Regions from separate parts of the Mus musculus genome. Here region 1 is linked to region 2. A link is a contact called in public HiChIP or PLAC-seq data. All regions are on one chromosome and are shown on one strand. Each heading gives the region's core, a stretch centred on a gene start, on an enhancer-like site or on the middle of the called end of the contact. The rest is flanking DNA. Distances are from core to core; before and after follow the strand shown.

The links. HiChIP or PLAC-seq counts read pairs in DNA pulled down with a chosen protein or histone mark.
Region 1: an H3K27ac HiChIP or PLAC-seq map of extraembryonic endoderm stem cells shows a contact between it and region 2. The contact joins two enhancer-like sites. A contact is called at or near these places in 1 of 39 promoter capture datasets (liver), 1 of 484 Hi-C or Micro-C datasets (nephron progenitors) and 4 of 115 datasets of contacts at active chromatin or transcription factors (bone marrow-derived macrophages, embryonic stem cells, extraembryonic endoderm stem cells and 1 more).

Annotation. Positions count from the first base shown.
Region 1 is chr5:25,653,149-25,656,397 of GRCm38.p6, forward strand. No RefSeq gene overlaps it. Among named protein-coding and RNA genes, the nearest start is that of Gm42234, 15 kb to the left of the region's middle. Within about 2 kb of position 1,528, at least 51 of the 459 cell types and tissues checked have an H3K27ac peak or open chromatin away from gene starts, as enhancers often do. A contact at or near this core is called in extraembryonic endoderm stem cells, where this site is marked.
Region 2 is chr5:25,556,481-25,559,879 of GRCm38.p6, forward strand. No RefSeq gene overlaps it. Among named protein-coding and RNA genes, the nearest start is that of 1700096K18Rik, 28 kb to the left of the region's middle. Within about 2 kb of position 1,716, at least 3 of the 459 cell types and tissues checked have an H3K27ac peak or open chromatin away from gene starts, as enhancers often do. A contact at or near this core is called in extraembryonic endoderm stem cells, where this site is marked.

The DNA of each region.
Region 1 (3,249 bases), core at 278-2,777, 96 kb after region 2:
GCACACACACACACACAAACGCAAACCCAGTGAAGGATACACTGAAGAGCTATAGCATAGGATAGGACAGAAATAAAAGGCTCAAACCATAGAGGTTTATGGGCACTTTTAAACACATGGGGGGTCACAGCATTTTTAAGGCACCAGAGATGCCAAAGCCAGACCAACTCCTGTTGTAAGGATCCATGCTTCGCAGAAGAATGACACCCCAGACTCACATAGGATATAAATGCAGAGTGATTTATTCTGCAGAAGTCCAGCATGCTGGGGTCTCCCATTACCAAGATAGAGAGACTCTGAAGTTCACAGGTTCAATTTAAAGCTCCTTAGGGGAATCCCGAGGTAGGTTGGCTTTGTCTTACTCTATCACAAAGGACATTCCGTTACTGGGGCGTGGGGGCCAGCAGGAAACTGCTGACCCATTGTCCTTGCTTCAGGGCAGGTGATAGGGCAGTTTCTGACTGGCTGCTCAAAGCCAAGCCTGTATTTTTAGGTCTAGTCTCCTTAACTGTTCATTTGAAGCCTGTCATGGAATCAGCCTTCTCACTGTGTTTGCTGTGGATGCAGGAGGCAGCCCAGTCCTAGGTCAGGTTAGCAGAGGGATGAAAAGGCAGAAACTCACAGCTGCTTGAAATGAAGTCAGTGATCTCACAAACATGTGCCAAATGTTTTATGCCAAACAGTTTTCAGTTGTTTGAGATGGGGTCTCATACAACCCAGGATAGCTTCAAATTTGCTACTACCCCAAATTAGCCAGCAGCCTGAACCTCCTCCTCTATCTCCTGAGTTCTAGGCATAGAGGCAGATTAGCATTTTACATAGATTATCTTCCAGCGTTGATCATTAAATATGGAACTTGGGACACCTCCATTAGCCCAAAGGACTGCTATTACTTCTGCGCAGTAACTGGACTGCTGAACACTGGGGTCCCTGGGTCCAGCCAGCCCTTCCCAGAGCCAACCCAGCTAGCAGGAGTCTATGTGGGTCCTGAAGCTGTGGAGCACTGGGCTTCTTTTAGGACTTAGAATATCTGAGGATATCAAGTTTCCTGCGTTGCCGCCCCATGCTTTTGAGCACGCGCAGTGTCCCTAGGTGTTTTTAAAAAAATGTGTTATAGTCTCAGAGATAAGCAGGAGGGAACCGCAGTAAGGAAAAGTATCAAAGTATGCTCAAAGAACCTAAGTGTAAAACAAACAAACAAAAACAAACGTATTCTAATTCCAGAGATAGGCAAGTGGGAACAGCAGTAAAGTGCTGAAGCTTTGCTCAGTCCCGAATGTAGTTCAGATGCGGAAGATCTATCTCGGGATGATCTCTCAGCAAATGGGGTCCCTTTCTTCTTACACTGATTTGGATAGGCTCCCTGAGTGTCCTACTGATGGTCAGAGAACATTCTCAGCAAGCAGATCCACTCACTAACGAAGGAGAGAGGATGAATCAATGCAGTCCCACGGACAAAGCCTGGGCCTGGAACTCAGTGCGCTCCGCCAGTCACTCTCCAGCCGCACTGCTAAGACAGCCGAGCGGGGGCCCACAGCTGTGTGGTCATGTGGACGGTCTGCCTGAGCTGGACGCTGCGTTCCTTCCTCAGCTCCTTCCTGGAGATCAGATACACCTGAGAAGGAGCAGCTCAGGGGAGGAACGGCTTATTTTGGCTCAGGGTCAGAGGATGCAGCCCCCTGTGGTGGGCAGGACAAAGGGAAGAGTGGCCTCCAGCTGCTGCCCCAGAGCGAGGCAGCTGGCCACAATGCTTCTGTAGGCAGGAACGGGGCTACTTACTAGTGCTCTGATCGTCGTTTTTCCTGCTCTTTTGTATTTATCCTGAGACCCCAGCCTACAGGACGATGCTGCACACTTTGGAAGTGGGTCTTCTTCATTAACCCTCTCTGGAAGCCCTCTCCCAGAAGTGTGCCTCCTATGTGATTCCAGTCAGGTTGACAGCGAAGGTGAGCCATCACCACTGTCTTTCTTGGTTCTCATTGAAGTAATTCCTTAGGCAAGAAGATGGGAAATAAACGGACCGCTGTCCCGGAAATATGAAGGACTGGGGGAAACATTTTCCTAGTGGCTTGGCTCCCTGCAAGCCCCACACGGGTGGGTGTGGGGTCCTTAAGGGTGCACGTAAGACGTTTGGGCCATTACCTGGCTCCCTCTCGGGTCTCCTTTCTCTCCCACAGCTTGCCGCAGAGCTATAATGAAGTGGCCAGGGTCCTTGAGGCACAGGCATCTCCTCACTGCATGGCTTCCTTAGAACAGAGTCAATTACTGGCCTTTATTCCATTCTGTCTTTACAAATTAGCTGTGAGGTAATGCGTCTTTGGGATGGGAGAGAGGGTCCCCATGCGAGGAGACTGATGGAGAGCAGAAAACATAAGTCAACACTATTTATGGTACAGATGGAAACTTGAAGGCTTACTGTGTGCTCAGCAGCTTGGAGGATTCAGGTGCTGTCTTAGTTAGGGTTTCTATTCCTGCACAAACATCATGACCAAGAAGCAGTTGGGGAGGAAAGGGTTTATTCCACTTACACACTGCTGTTTATCATCAAAGGAAGTCAGGACTAGAACTCAAGCAGGTCAAAAAGCAGGAGCTGATGCAGAGGCCATGGAGGGATGTTCCTTACTGGCTTGCTTCCCCTGGCTTGCTCAGCCTGCTTCCTTATAGAACCCAAGACTACCAGCCCAGAGATGCTACCACTCACAAGAGGCCCTCCCCCTTGATCACTAATTGAGAAAATGCCTTACAGTTGGATCTCATGGAGGCATTTCCTCAACTGAAGCTCCTTTCTCTGTGATAACTCCAGCCTGTGTCAAGTTGACGCTCAAAACCAGCCAGTACAGGTGCATACTTTTTTGTTTAAGATTTATTAATTTTATGTATATGAGTGCACTGTTGCTGTCTTCAGACACACCAGAAGAGGGCATCAGATCTCATTACAGATGGTTGTGAGCCACTATGTGGTTGCTGGGAATTGAACTCAGGACCTCTGGAAGAGCAGACAGTGCTCTTAACCACTGAGCCATCTCTCCAGCCCCAGGTGCATACTTCTAACCCCAGGATTTGGGCTGTGGAGGCAAAGAAGATCAAGGGCATCCCTTCACTACACAATGAACTTGAGGCCAGCCTGGGTTCCAGAAGACCATGGCACAAAGGTAAACTAAACAAACATGAGGCTAAGGAGTGGCTTTGGATAGGAGCACATGTTCTTGCAGGGGAGACCCAGGGTTTGACTTCTATGGGCACCACATG
Region 2 (3,399 bases), core at 466-2,965:
AATGTTATCCCCTCTCCCGGTCCCCTCCCCCTCCCGGAAACCCCCTATCCCATGCCTCCTCTATCTACCGGCTTCTATGAGGGTGTTCCTCCACCCACCCACTCCCCCTTCCTGCCCTTGCATTCCTTACACTGGAGCATGGAGCCTGCACAGGACCAAGGGCCTCTTCTCCCACTGATGCCCGACAAGGCCATCCTCTGCCACATATGTGGCTGGGGCCCTCTGTGTGTACTCTTCGGTTGGTGGTTTAGTCTCTGGGAACTCTGGGGGGTCTGGATGGTTTATATTGTTGTTCTTCCTATGGGGCTGCAAACTCCTTCAGCCCCTTCAGTCCTTTCTCTAACTCCTCCATTGGGAGGAGTTACAGAGACAAAGTTCAGAGCAGAGACTGAAGGAACAACCATCCAGAGACTGTCCCACCTGGGGATCCATCCCATAAACAACCACCAAAACCAGACACTATTGCAGATGCCAACAAGATTTTGCTGACAGGAGCCTGATATAGCTGTCTCCTGAGAGGCTCTGCTAGTGCCTGGCAAATACAGAAGTGGATGCTCACAGTCATCCATTGGCTGGAGCACAGGATCCCCAATGGAGGAGCCAGAGAAAGTAACCAAGGAGCTGAAGGGGTCTGAAACCCCATAAGAGGAACATCAATATGAACTAACCAGTACCCCCAGAGCTCCTTGGAATTAAACCACCAATCAAAGAAAACACATGGTAGAACTTGTGGCTCTAGCTGCATATGTAGCAGAGGATGGCCTAGTTGGTCATCAATGGGAGAAGAGGCCTTAGATCCTGTGAAGGTTCTATGCCCCAGTATAGGGGAATGCTAGGGCCAGGAATGGGAGTGGGTGGGTTGGGGAGTAAGAGGAGAGGGGGTAGGGGATTTTTGGAGGGGAAACTAAGAAAGAGGATAACATTTGAAATGTAAATAAAGAAAATATCTAATTAAAAAAACAAAAGAAGAAAACAATGACTTCATAAAAAAATTTCAACCTCCCCCCAAAACAAAAAAACCCTCCTCCTTTGGGTACCCCATGCTCAGTTCAATGGTTGGCTGCGAGCATCCAACTCTCTGTCAGGTTCTGGTGCAGCCTCTCAGGAGACAGCTATATCAGGCTCCTGTCAGCAAGCACTTCTTGGCATCCACAATATTGTCTGCATTTGGTGACTATATATGGGATGGATCCCCAGGTTGGGCAGTCTCTGAATGGCCTTTCCTTCAGTCTCTGGTCCACACTTTGTCTCTGTATTTGTTCCTGTGAGTATTTTGTTCCCCCTTCTAAGAGCTTCATATGGTCTGTGAATTGTATCTTGGGTATCAGCTTTTGGGATAATATCCACTTATCAGTGACTGAATACCACGTATGTTCTTTTGTTTCTGGGTTACCTCACTCAGGATAAGATTTTCTAGTTCCATCCATTTGCCTAAGAATTTCATGATGTCATTGTTTTTGATAGCTGAGTAGTACTCCATTGTGTAAATTTACCACATTTTCTGTATCCATTTCTCTGTTGAAGGACATCTGGGTTCTTTCCAGCTTCTGGCTATTATAAATAAGGCTGCTATGAACATAGTGGAACATGTGTCCTTCTTATATGTTGGAGCATCTTTTGGATATATGCCTCAAAATGGTATAGCTCGGTCCCCAGGTAATACTTGTTGTGATCATAAGAAGAGAAAGAGCTATCAAGATATGTTCTGGCTGGGTGTGGGGGAAGGAGGTGCCTCGGAGGGCCCATGCCGAGGCATCCCTTCCCCCTGAGGAACCAGACACACACTGATATAGTATAGAATAGAGTTTATTCAGGGCCTGAAGAGGGGAGTTAAGAGAATAGCAGAGGCAGAGAAAGGCAGAGAGGTGAGAGGAGAGAAGTGGGGGCCAGCCACGAGAGGAGAGAACAGAAGGAGAGAGGAGGGAACAAGGGAACAAGGGGGCAAGAGACAAGAGAGAGACAAGAGAAAAAGAGGGTGAGAGAGAGAGAGGGAGAGGAGGGGCCAAGTAGCCCCTTTTATAGGGTCAGACCTACAGACAGGTAACTGTGGGGAGGAGCATACCTGGCTACTGCCAGGAACTGTGGGGGTGGAGTTTAGACAGAATACCAACAGGAACTGCCAAAAAGATTTTCAGAGTGGTTATACCAGCTTGCAATGCCACCAACAATGGAGGAATGTTTCTCTTTCTCCACATCCTCAACACCATCTGCTGTCACCTGAGTTTTTGATCTTAGCCATTCTGACTGGTGTGAGGTGGAATCGCAGGGTTGTTTTGATTTGCATTTCCCTGATGACTAAGGATGTCGAACATTTCTTTAGGTGTTTCTAAGCCATTAGATATTCCTTAGTTGAGAATTCTTTGTTTAGCTCTGTACCCATTTTTAAATAGGGTTATTTGTTTCTCTGGAGTCTAACTTTGAGTTCTTTGTATAAATTGGGTATTAGCACTGTATTGGATGTAGGATTGGTAAAGATCTTTTCCCAATCTGTTGGTTGTTGTTTTGTCCTATTGAAAGTGTTCTTTGCCTTACAGAAAGAACCTTTGCAATTTTATTAGGTTCCGTTTGTTGATTGTTGATCTTAGAGCATAAGCCATTGGTGTTCTGTTCAGGAAAATTTCCCCTGTGCCCATGTGCTCGAGGCTCTTCCCCACTTTCTCTTCTATTAGTTTCAGTGTACCTGGTTTTATGTGGAGATCCTGGATCCACTTGGACTTGAGTTTTGTACAAGGAGATAAGAATGGATCAATTCTTATTCTTCTACATGCTGACTGCCAGTTGAACCAGCACCATTTGTTGAAAATGCTGTCTTTTTTGCACTGGATGGTTTTAGCTCCTTTGTCAAAGATCAAGTGACCATAGGTGTGTAGGTTCATTTCTGGGTCTTCAATTCTATTCAATTGATCTTCCTGCCCGTCTCTGTACCAATACCATACAGTTGTTTTGTTCTGTTTTTTTTTTTAAGATTTATTTATTTATTTATTTATTTATTATATGTAAGTACACTGTAGCTGTCTTCAGACACTCCAGAAGAGGGTGTCAGATCTTGTTAGGATGGTTGTGAGCCACCATGTGGTTGCTGGGATTTGAACTCAGGACCTTTGGAAGAGCAGTCAGTGCTCTTACCTGCTAAGCCATCTCTCCAGCCCCCACCATACAGTTTTTTGGTCACTATTGCTCTGTAATACAGCTTGAGGTCAGGGATGGTGATTCCCCCAGAAGTTCTTTTATGGTTGAGAATAGTTTTCGATATCCTGGTTTTCTTTTTTTGTTTTTTTTGTTTTTTTGTTTTTTTTTTTTTGTTATTCCAAATGAATTTGAGAATTGCCCTTTCTAGCTTTATGAAGAATTGAGTTGGAATTTTGATGGTGATTGCATTGACTCTGTAGATTGCTTTCA